Linked DNA regions of Mus musculus: region 2 is linked to region 1. The links are chromatin contacts, called in public promoter capture Hi-C maps. All regions are on one chromosome and are shown on one strand. Each heading gives the region's core, a stretch centred on a gene start, on an enhancer-like site or on the middle of the called end of the contact. The rest is flanking DNA. Distances are from core to core; before and after follow the strand shown.

Region 1 (5,052 bases), core at 26-2,525:
GCCTAGCATACGTGAAGCCCGGGCTCAAGCACTAGAGGGGAAAAAATAAAGGTAAGATTGGTCTAGATAACTTTTCTGTCCCCGTACCACCCCTCCCCCCGCACCTCTTTTTTTTTTTTTTTTTTGAGGGAGGGTCTTGTGCAACTCCCCTATGACTCACTGTATATCCAAGGATGACTGTGAACCGCAGATGCTCTCCGCAGATGCTCTTACACCACCCCCTAGTCCTGGGATTTACAGGTGAGAGCCGCCACTATCAGTTCTGTGTGGTGCTGGGGATCCCGTGCACACAAGGGCCTCCTTCATGTTAGGTGAGTACTCTACCAAAAGGAACTGTTACACCTTCAGCCCCTAGATAACTTTTTCTGTCCAAACACCAGAGCTCCGTGTCAGGAGTTTCAGACTAAAAACGATCTGAGAAAAACCCGGCCTGTCTAGAAAGGGCTTTGCTGCTCCTATTCCTTTACCTCTTGAGAATGCTTTTTTTCTAAGAACGTTATTCCTCGTCGGCAGGCGTGCCAGGGGCTGACTTCACCCACCGGTGCCGTTTCCCACTGAGCCTAGCTGCATTTTGCAAAACCGGCCTATTATCCTGGTTTCTATGAATTGCTCCGAAATTGCTATTTCCCAGATTATTGTTTTGCATTGACAGGGACTTTGATACCCTCCCAGCAAGAAAAAGGACAGGTGTGATCCAAAGTTCCGGAGCCGCGGGCTTCAGGAAGGAGAGACCTGGGGGCTATGGTTTTTAGATGCTCACATTTCCCTCACGCTCTCGAGGCTAGGGCTCGGCGCTGCACCCTAGGGCTCGGCTCCTACCCTGCAGAGCTGAAGGTCCCGGACCCTGTCAAATACACAGAGCGACTGCCTCTATATCCTAGGTGCAGACAGATTGTGCTCCGGGGGCGCGGTTGCCCCTTAAGCACCAAGAAGGCACGACTTTTGTCGCCTTAACCAGCGCGCCTCCCACCCTCACGGCGGCCTCACTTACCACAGCACACGCAGGAACAGCTCAAAAGACCCGGGGAACACCAAGTCGTCGCTGGCTAGAGACCAGCGCCGGCCGAACAGCACCATCCCCGGCATGGCGCACCTCCCACCGCGCCGCCTAAGCCGCGCGCACCCTTCTGACTCCGCGCGTGTCTGGAGGGGGTCCCCAGCAGCGCCAAGGCGCAAGCCTACGTAAAGACCCGCGCATGCGCCTCCGGCCCGAGTCCGGAGCGCGCCCACAAGAGACGCGCACTTTGCTGTCTTTGCCTCCTTCCCAGGTCCCCTGACCCGGAAGTCAGCTGCTGGCTGTTAAGTGCCGGTCGGTGGCGTATGAAGTCCATTCCGGTGTGGTCATTTCTGTTTAATAGACTGAGGATTTAAAAAGATCTGGAGAGAATGCTCTCCCTAGAGAGCCGCGCCTATGAATAGTGAAGCTAGGACGTAGGTCTGGGTCTCTGAATCTTTCTAGCTTGGGATGACTTTACTGTACGCCTTTTAGCACCTCCATTCCTCTTCTCTCTCTCTCCACACACACCGTGCTTTATCCATCTTCATCCCTTCCCCTGCCTGGTCTCACTAATGCTAGTTCCCATTCTTCCCCACGGTCCCCCTGGTGACCGAGGAGAACCATCAGACCTGGTCTAAATTATGTCTAAGACTTGCAAGTCTGTGCTTCGGCGTAAAGTGCATGTTAATCCTTTCCAGAGACTTTTCTAGCGGAGTCTTACATCAAAAGCCTCTAATTAGTGTCTGTGTTCCCTCATCATCTACCTGCTGTACTCCCACACACATTTTAGCTCCCCAGATTTTTAGTGTCGGTGGTGTGCATGTGTGTGTGCGCGTGTTTTTGCATGTGTGGTGGGGCGCACGTATGTAGGTGCCTGTATACATGTGCTCATGCATGTGGGGGTCTGAGGATGTTATCAAGAACTGTACCCAGCTCTTCCACCTTGCTGAGGCAGGTTCTCTCAATCAAACACAAAGCTCGGTGAGCCGGCTGGTCCTGCGAGCCAGCTTGCTGCGGAGATCTTCTGATTTCCCCCGTACCAGGCTGTAATAACAGGTGTGCTACCACACCCATCCTGCACTTTCCTGAGTTTCTGGGAATCTGAACTTTAGTCCTCACACTAGTATAGCAAGTGCTTTAACTCCTGAGCCGTCTCCTTAGCCCTTTTCCTAACTCTGGTTTCTTTATGGTGCTTAATCACTCCCTGGCCCAAGTCTGCCTGCTGCCAGACAAGCTGATCAACAGAGATGGTGTCAGGCAAGGGGTTTAGTTTTAAGATCTGGACTTATAATTAGCTGAGAAGATGCGGGATTTGTGAAAATGTCCATCCTGAGGATGGGGATGTAACTAAGTTGGCAGAGTACTGTGCCTGGCATGCACAAAGCCTTGGTTTCCAATCCTAGCTACTGTGTAAACCAGAAGTGGTGGGACAGGTGTTGGGAGGTGGAGACAAAAGGGTTAGAAATTGAGGGTTGTTGAGATTTGGTGTTGTCATGCTAAATTCTACACCCACAGGTCTAGGTCTTCTACTTACAAATTTTTGTTGTGCAAACCTTGTTCCTTGATTTAAAACTACTGATTAAATAAAATTGGCTACAGTCAATTGCTGGAGGAATTAGAGGTAACCTAGGTTTGGAGTGACCTGGTTTTGGGGGAGGGAGGAAGAGGAAGAACAGGAAAGGGAGGGGGAAGTGAGGGGAAGAAGCTGCAAAGAGGAGAGAGGAGCCATGAGCACACAGTCAGAAGAAACAGCAAGAATCTGGGGTACACTGCTGGGAAGGTAGCCAGGCCAGTAGTTAAAAGAGTAGATTAGGGGTTACCTCCTAGTAATTGTCAAAGCCAAATAAAATAACTATAGTCTGAGTCTCATTTATTTGTAAGCTAGTTGGGGATAAGCTCAAATTGCTTGTACTACATTTTGACAAACCTGATACTGGGCATAGAACCAAACTATCTGAGACTCCCTCTCAGCACAAGGCCCAACTGCATGCTGGGACACAGCCCTAAACACAGTGGCTGGATTTCCAATGAACATTTCTTATTGGCATAGAGATCTGATCTGGGTATCACAGGCTTGGGAAACCAGGCCACCAAGCCCAACTCTCTCTCCCCCAGCCGCCCACACCTCATGTCTGGAGCCTACAATTGGTACGAACGCTGCCTTGCTGGCTGCAGCTAGGGCTCAAACCCTGGGCTAACCACACCAGGGCCTCAGTGCTGAGCTCGCACCATTCTTTTTCCAATAGGAAAATGTCCCTAACAGACAAGCATAGGAGACAGAACAACACCAGCTTGGGAGCACAAAAGCCATATACCTTAAAAAAAAAAAAATCAGAAACCACTACAGAGTCCTGAGTTGAACCAAAGGGAGACAAAGGCACAGAAAACTTGAGATTAGGTATTAGGGTTGGAAGTTGGCAGTTTGGGGAGAAAAAAAAAAAAAGACAGATAAAGATGATAAACACTATAAAGACTTTCTGGACTTTACGTAAGACTATTTTGAGCACTTCAAAAGGGATGAATCTAGAGAAAATTGACACCTTGCCAGTTATAATTATTGCATTGTTAAGCTTCACTCCTGTCCTAATAAGCATTTGGGTTTGCTGTGTCTTTTCAATAAACAGCGCCTTAGAAAAAAATTTACAAGCCTTAAAAAAAATTAAAATTTTTATAAAACAGAATGAAAGCAATGTCAAGGCACTAGAGGGGAGAATACTGAAAATTATAAATCAGAAGATGGAGACTGTTGTCTGAGAAACAGGAAAAGGATAAAATATGGAAGCAGAGTTTAGAAAGCAGTTTAGAGACATTTATGAACAATATTAAGGAGGATACTAATGTAATAAGGATAGGAAAAACAAACAGGAAAATTTAGAGAAATGTATAAGTAAAATTGAGGAGGAGATTAGAGTAATAAAGATACAAGAAAAGGAAAATAATAAAAGTTAGACGTTTTAGAAGAAAATTTACAAAAGATTATAAGTACAATTGAAGTATATACTAAGATAGGGACAGAGGAGCAGAGGCCAGTAGATACTGCATCACCTCGTAACAAGACTATGAGATAGCAGTCTATTGCTTTTTAAGAAAAGAAAAACCAAAATGATTTTCCTAGCCTTGATAAGGGAATTGGAAGGAGATGAAGAAATCTGCAGGGTTATCAAGAATTTGAATGACAACCTATAGAGGCACAGGATGTAAAAAGACTTAGGGGAAGCAATAATGAGCCGTGGCTTACATTCACCATATGTCCAACAGATACTCAGTAGCTGGGCCACAGAATCCTATGGTTCTCAATGGTTGGAGAGATTGGATGACAACCATGCTAGAGCCTGGCCCTCAATTACAATGGCTGACATGGTGGAAAGATGAAGTTTTGATTATGGAACATTGAAATAGGACTGGAGGCATTGATACCGTCAAGGTTCAGTTGCTAGGTGAAGGCCCGTATTCTGAATCAGGAGTACAGATTGCTCTTGAGGATGCTGTCCTAGAACCATGTCCTTCAATATCCTTACGTGCTTGGGACAAGGTTGAACAGAGGGAGAAACTGGATCATTTACAAAGATAACAGGGGGTTCAAATGAACCTTTCACAGACTTTTTACAAAGCCTAACCACAGCGCTAACTAGAGCAATATCAGATCCAAATGCTAGAGAAATCTTATTTGAATCTTTAGCATTTTAAAATGCTAATGATGAATGCAAAAGGGCTTATTAGATCATCAATAGCAAGGTCTGCACCTCTTTCTGAGTGGATTAAAACTACTGCAGGCATAGAAGCAAATGCTCACAATCCAATTGTGGTTGGGCAAACAATTAGAGGAAATAAAGAAAGACAAGATGCCCAGTGCTGTGGATGTCAAAGATCCCGTCATTCCCAAAGTGATGGTAACCAAACAATTCCTAAGGATAAATCCTTCTACAGTAGTCATTCTGGGAGAAAGTTCCCTGTGAAGTGTAGACGTGGAAGGACCGGGCATGCTGCTCATGAATGTAGGTCATTCAAGGATACACAAGACAATTTCTCAATTTCAGAAAACTAAGGGACTTTGC
Region 2 (5,474 bases), core at 1,925-4,424, 270 kb before region 1:
AAATGTAACCGTGGATGAAGGAGATGGGTCCTTTATTGAAACAGTTTTACATTTATTTGGTGTTGGGGGTGTTGCACATCTGCTGCAGCATGCTTGTGGCGGAGATCACAGGACAACTGGAGGAGATTAGTTCTCTCCTTCTTCTAAGTTGGTCCCAGAAATCTAACTCAGGCCCTGAGGCTTTCAGCAAGCGCCTTTTCAAACTACTTAGCCATTTCACTGATCTGTCCACCGATCCTCCAGTAAAGTTCTGCCAAGCAGTAAGAACTGAGATAGATGGCCATAACTCATATGCAGCTGTGGTGACATGGACTTGCTTGCCTAGGTCTGAGGTGGTAAAGCCTTTATCGCCAATGAGTCTAGCCTTCTTGGCATGTTCCAGGCCAGTGAAAGTCACTGTCTCAAAAACAAAACAACACAATACAAAACAAAACAAAACAGGATCTAGTGATGCCTGAAGTTCTCCTCTGGCATGCATACACACACACACACACACACACACACACACACACCCTACAGATGGTGTACATGTTTGTACACCCCAGTTATCTCAGTTCTCCTGAGACTGGTGCAGGAGGATCTGTGGTTCAAAGTCAGGTACACAGCTAGTTTTAGGCCAGCCAGGACTATATGATACCCTTTCTCAAAAAAGCCTGCTGTCAGAGAAGGAATGATCCGGCCATGGCATACCTCTATTGCTTAGAGTGGTGGCTATGGTAAGAATTGCAAGGGGGCAATTCTCTTACCTCTGAGATGTCTGCACGATCTTCTAGAATGCACTCTGTGCTTTGGGAGAGCTACTTTCCAAGGCCACAGCAGACGACCTGAAGTGCTCTCGGCGGGAACAGTGTTTCAGGCATAGTTGCAGTGGTCTTCTGTAGATGCTGTCTTGCCCTTCCACTTCCAGGGAGTAGAGAGGGGACATAGCACAGGACATGTGGATCTCAGGGGTTTGATGGATGCCATCTAACCAAGCTCTCAGTTCAGTGTGACACACGAAGATGCCAAATGTTAACCTCTGTTCTACACACACACATACACACACACACACACACACACACACAGAGGAAATATGAGAGCTATTAACAGTTGACTTCCTAATGAGCATGCACACCTGCAAGTGTGTCCATACACATACTACACAAATATGGTAGCAGTTGAAAAAAAAAACCACTTGATGTTGACCTGTTTTTGACATACACACACTCAGACATATCACACACACGCACACACACACACAAAATGCTTTTATAGTCAAATTGTTAAGGTGACCTGAATTAAAGAACATCAAACTTTGTGTAAAATCAAAGCAGAAGTGAGGGCCATTTGAGAATGTTTTGTCCACTGGGGCCAAATTCTCTTTCTTCCCTCATTTAAATCTGTAAGCCCAGCACTTGCAGATTGAGGCAGAGGTTGTAGAGTTTAAAGCCATTATACAGAATAAGACCCTGCCTCTAAAAACAAACACCAAACCCCATTCTTAATAAATCCCAACAGGGGCGGGGTAAACTTCTGGGACCTCAAAGGGAAGTGTTCTGAAATACCATAACGTTTAGCTAGATAACTAGTCCCTCAGTTCCTCAGCATTTGAATTTAATTACCTGGAAAAGGCAAAGTACTGAGCAGGTAGTTCTAGTCGCACAAATTGGTCATTTTCCTTGAGATGGGGTCTCAGTCTATAGTCTTGGCTGACCTGGATTACAGACAGGATTTTACTCTGTAGTCCAGGCTGGCTTGAACTCATGGCAATCCTTCTGCCTAAGCTGCTGAATTCTAGGATCACAGACATGGGTTATTTTACCTTTTGCAAATCTCTTAATAATGGTCTACAGTGGTGAAATTCCATAACCATTTTTTGTAAAGAAAAAAGTTGTGGTGTTAATTTTGACAGGAGATGCTGAAATGTGAGCAACTAGGATTCTCTTTCTCCTTTTTAATTCCTCAAAGTACTTGAGTTTTTTGCTCCAAATACTCAATAGACATTTTATAGCCAACCTATAGGGACTGTAATGAAGTTGGTAGCATGAGTAGGTATAGGCTCCTGACCTCTTTATAATGTTAAAAGCTTAACATAGCATGCTGTGGCTGGAATAAATGAAAGGAAAAAGGAAATATGGAGTTGGGTGTTTTGTTTTGAGACTGGGAGTCCTTCTGTAGCACAGGGTGTCTTCAAACTTGTGATTCTCCTGTCTCAGACTCACCTGTACTGGGAATCATTAAAATGGGACTTTTAATGCCCAAGCTAAAGAGCTTAGCTTCTTCTTCTGATCTGTGTTTTAAAATAAAACAAAAAACTGTGTCCACAAGAGTATAGTGAAACCAGAGTGGAGTGCTGGAGGAGTCAGTTAGACTAGGCTTAGTGAGAGAGAAGGCAAGTGGGTGGTGGGCAGGACCACAGCTCTTTAGGTCAGTAGGGTGTAGTGAACTGGTGGTCTAGGGGGTGAAAGGTTTTGATCAGCAGTGAATGCTCTTCAGGGGTGTGTACTAAATGGGTACCACAGGCAGGCGCTGGAGGGGAGAGAATACAAGGATGAACTACTTTGTCCAGCCTCAGGATCCAGGAAGTAACAAGAAGCATGACTGTAGGACTGGGGCGCAGTTGCCTCAATCTGGAGAGCTAAGACTTGAAGTGAGACGTTGAGGGGGGTGCATGGTCTGCTCTTTAGCCTGGCAGGGCTACGTAAGGTAGAGACAGCGGAGGCCCCATCGCGGTGAGGGCCCGTGGATCGCAGAGCCCAGTGGCCTCGCCACCGTAGTCCGCAGGGCCACGCGTAGGAGAGGCATGAGTCTCCCGGGATGGGAGCTCAGGTGTACTGGCTTTAGGGCCCCAACCCGGGCCACTCCGGGAACTCTGAACGGAAGCGGCCCCTCCCCGCCCTGCTGCCGGACACCCAGCCAATCAGTGCATCCCGCCAATCAGGGCGTCGGACCAATCAGTGTGCTTTCTCCGGCGGAGCCCGGCGCTTAGCTGACGCGTGAGGCCAGCCCGCGCCCCGCCGCCCTTGGGCGACGGCCCCTCCCGCGTTTGCCCGGCCCGTTAGCTGCGCGCCGCGCCTCTTGCGCGACGGCCCCTGGGCGGCGGAGGCCGTGGCGGCGGCGCGTGCGGGCGCGGCCCTGGTGCGCCCCCTGGCGGCCCGGCCGGCAAGCTGCGGGTGCGGCGCTGACCCGGAGGCGGCGGCGGCGGTGCCCGGATGGAGGCACGTCATTGTCCCCCGCCGGGCGGCTGGGCTGTGTGCGGCGGCGGCGGCGGCGGCGGCCGAGGGGGATGGAGCGAGTGCCGAGCCGGGTCAGGTAAGCTCCCGCCTCCTTCCCGCCCGCTGCAGGCCGGCGTGGGGCCGGGCCGCGTGTCCCTGGTTCGCGGCCTCAGCCGCCCCGCCGCCTTCAGCCGGCCGCGGCCCGCCGGGACTAGCGCGGCCCCTCGCCCGCCGCCCCCTCTACAGCCGCCGGGCGGCCCGGGGACCCCACGGCTGCGGGACTGGCGCTGCCGCCGCCCGGCCGGGCCAGGCCCGCAGAGCAGGAGGCGGTGGCCACGGCGGGCGGGCTCGCAGCGAAGGCAGCGCCGGGGTTGCACGGAAGGGCCGGACCCCCCTGGTTGCCATGGCCACAGCGCTCCCACCCCCACCGGCCCCAGCCCGCCCCCTCGGTCCGCTGCTCGGGCGGCCGGCAGCTACCGGGCCGCCCGGCGCGTTTGGAGCTGCCGGGGTGGGCGTGTGCACGCCGGGACAGTGTAGCCGGCGTAGCCGGCGTCCGGGGCCCGCCCGCCGCCCCCCCGCGTGGCTGCCACCTCCGGCTCCAGGGCGCCCCTCGGAGCTCCGGGCTGGCCTCCCCGCCCCCACCCCACCCCGACAAACTTTCCCACCCGGGCGCAGTCCACTAGGCTCCTCAGCAGAACACCCGAGTTGCCCACGCCGTAGCGGAGCGGACACCCGCAAGAGAGGCGGACAGCCGGGGGTGTTGGGGTGGGGGGGAGGAGCCCCGTAGCTCTTTCCCCTCCGAAAAAGCGAGTGTGCCTTCCTCCCCCAGGCTCTTTATCTTTTGGGGCACAGAGAACCAACTTACCTGGAGGAAAGGGCGGGTGGGAGGGATCAGATTCAGATGTTTGAAATGAAAATTTGACGGGACCAAAGTTTTACAATCTAGGACTTTAACCTCCCTAGAATACAGTTGAGATTACTTTTGTTGAATAGCTCTTTTATATCTGAAGGCCTTAGGACTTGCTTGTTTGTGGTTCTTTCAAGTAAATACACTCAAGTAACAAAAAGTGTCGGGGAAACTAGTTAACGCCCCTTTTACAAAGTAACAACCGGATCCAGGTTCGCACAGCTGTTTATGGAGGAGAACTTTTCTTCAAAGCATGCATTTTAAACGTTCTGCTTTTACCATGTCACTCATTCAGATGCTTAGGTCTGTGAATAATGAGTTACACTTATTTGTTTTTACTCAGGGACAGTTTCACTTTCTTTTCTGTAATCATTGATTCAAGACTACAGTAAGTACTTGGTTTGCAGAGTTTTACGGCTAATCATTCTGTTTACCAAAATACAATTAAAAACCAAGTGGTGTCTTTTTTTAAAGTTTCTTAAAACTGAAATGTTACCAGAACTTGTATAATACTGTTTATGAAGAGTTCGCATAACAGGTTTTTTTTAATGCGTTGACCTTATTTCTTCAGTGTATGTGGGGGGACACAATGTGTACATAGTGATATTCTTTCTTAAAATGAGAAAGATAAATGTAGCCTGGCATTTACTTATCGTAAAAGAGACCTAAGCAAGTAATTAGTCTTGCACATTTATTCAGCTTTGGTCCCTGGTCAGGTTTCAAAATGGACTGTTGTAACTTTGTATATCATGAAAAGGTGTTGGGACTGGCTGGGCTTTGAGTAAGTAGTTACCATTCACAGGCCGTTTTGAACACTAACTGTCAGACGCTTCACTTAGACTAAAAACAGGAGCCATATGAACCTGTCTTACACAATATAGCTGGGTTTTAAGAAAGGTTGGCTCTTATAGGTGGAGTTTAGTTTGATCCCTGGTGACTTTAAGGTGATATTCATTGGCTGAATATCCAAGTGAAGAAGATAGATGGGTTCTGTTATTCTTGCCAGAATCAAAACAATGACATATTTCTGATGACTTGAGTTGTGTTTTCCTTAATATTTATCTCCTAAGCCTATCACAGCATCTTTGCTAGAATGAGTACGGTGTTTTGTTTGGTTGGTTGTTAATCATTGTATGGAAAGGTTGCTTGTCCCAGGAAAATCAAGGGGTTTTACTATAAATGTTATTTTAAGTAAGGATAGACTAGCCTTTCCTTATTACGGAGTTTTGTCTCCTTCCCCTAACTCTCCCTCCTGTTCCTTTTTTTCCATCAATACACTGTGTGTGTGTGCACGTGTGTGTGTCTGTATGTGTATATAGAATTTCTTTTGCCTGTAGCATGAGAAATATATAAACTTTATTTGGCTAGTAGGC

What was found. Capture Hi-C pulls out chosen DNA fragments and counts their contacts.
Region 2: a promoter capture Hi-C map of liver shows a contact between it and region 1. The contact joins the promoter of Usp42 here to the promoter of Daglb in region 1. A contact is called at or near these places in 4 of 39 promoter capture datasets (the C10 cell line, the HPC-7 cell line, cranial neural crest and 1 more), 3 of 484 Hi-C or Micro-C datasets (all in embryonic stem cells), 5 of 115 datasets of contacts at active chromatin or transcription factors (the 230-238 cell line, effector CD8 T cells, large pre-B cells and 2 more) and 4 of 9 other capture datasets (adipose tissue, embryonic stem cells, liver and 1 more).

The regions. Positions count from the first base shown.
Region 1 is chr5:143,460,716-143,465,767 of GRCm38.p6, reverse strand. It overlaps Daglb (diacylglycerol lipase, beta), which reads right to left and starts at 1,275. Exons shown (of 15, transcript NM_144915.3): 1 at 992-1,275. The coding sequence starts at 1,086.
Region 2 is chr5:143,729,980-143,735,453 of GRCm38.p6, reverse strand. It overlaps Usp42 (ubiquitin specific peptidase 42), which reads left to right and starts at 3,174. Exons shown (of 18, transcript NM_029749.2): 1 at 3,174-3,291. Gm38737 (a long non-coding RNA gene) reads right to left here and starts at 2,999. Exons shown (of 3, transcript XR_868672.3): 1 at 1,602-2,999; 2 at 747-900; 3 at 23-396.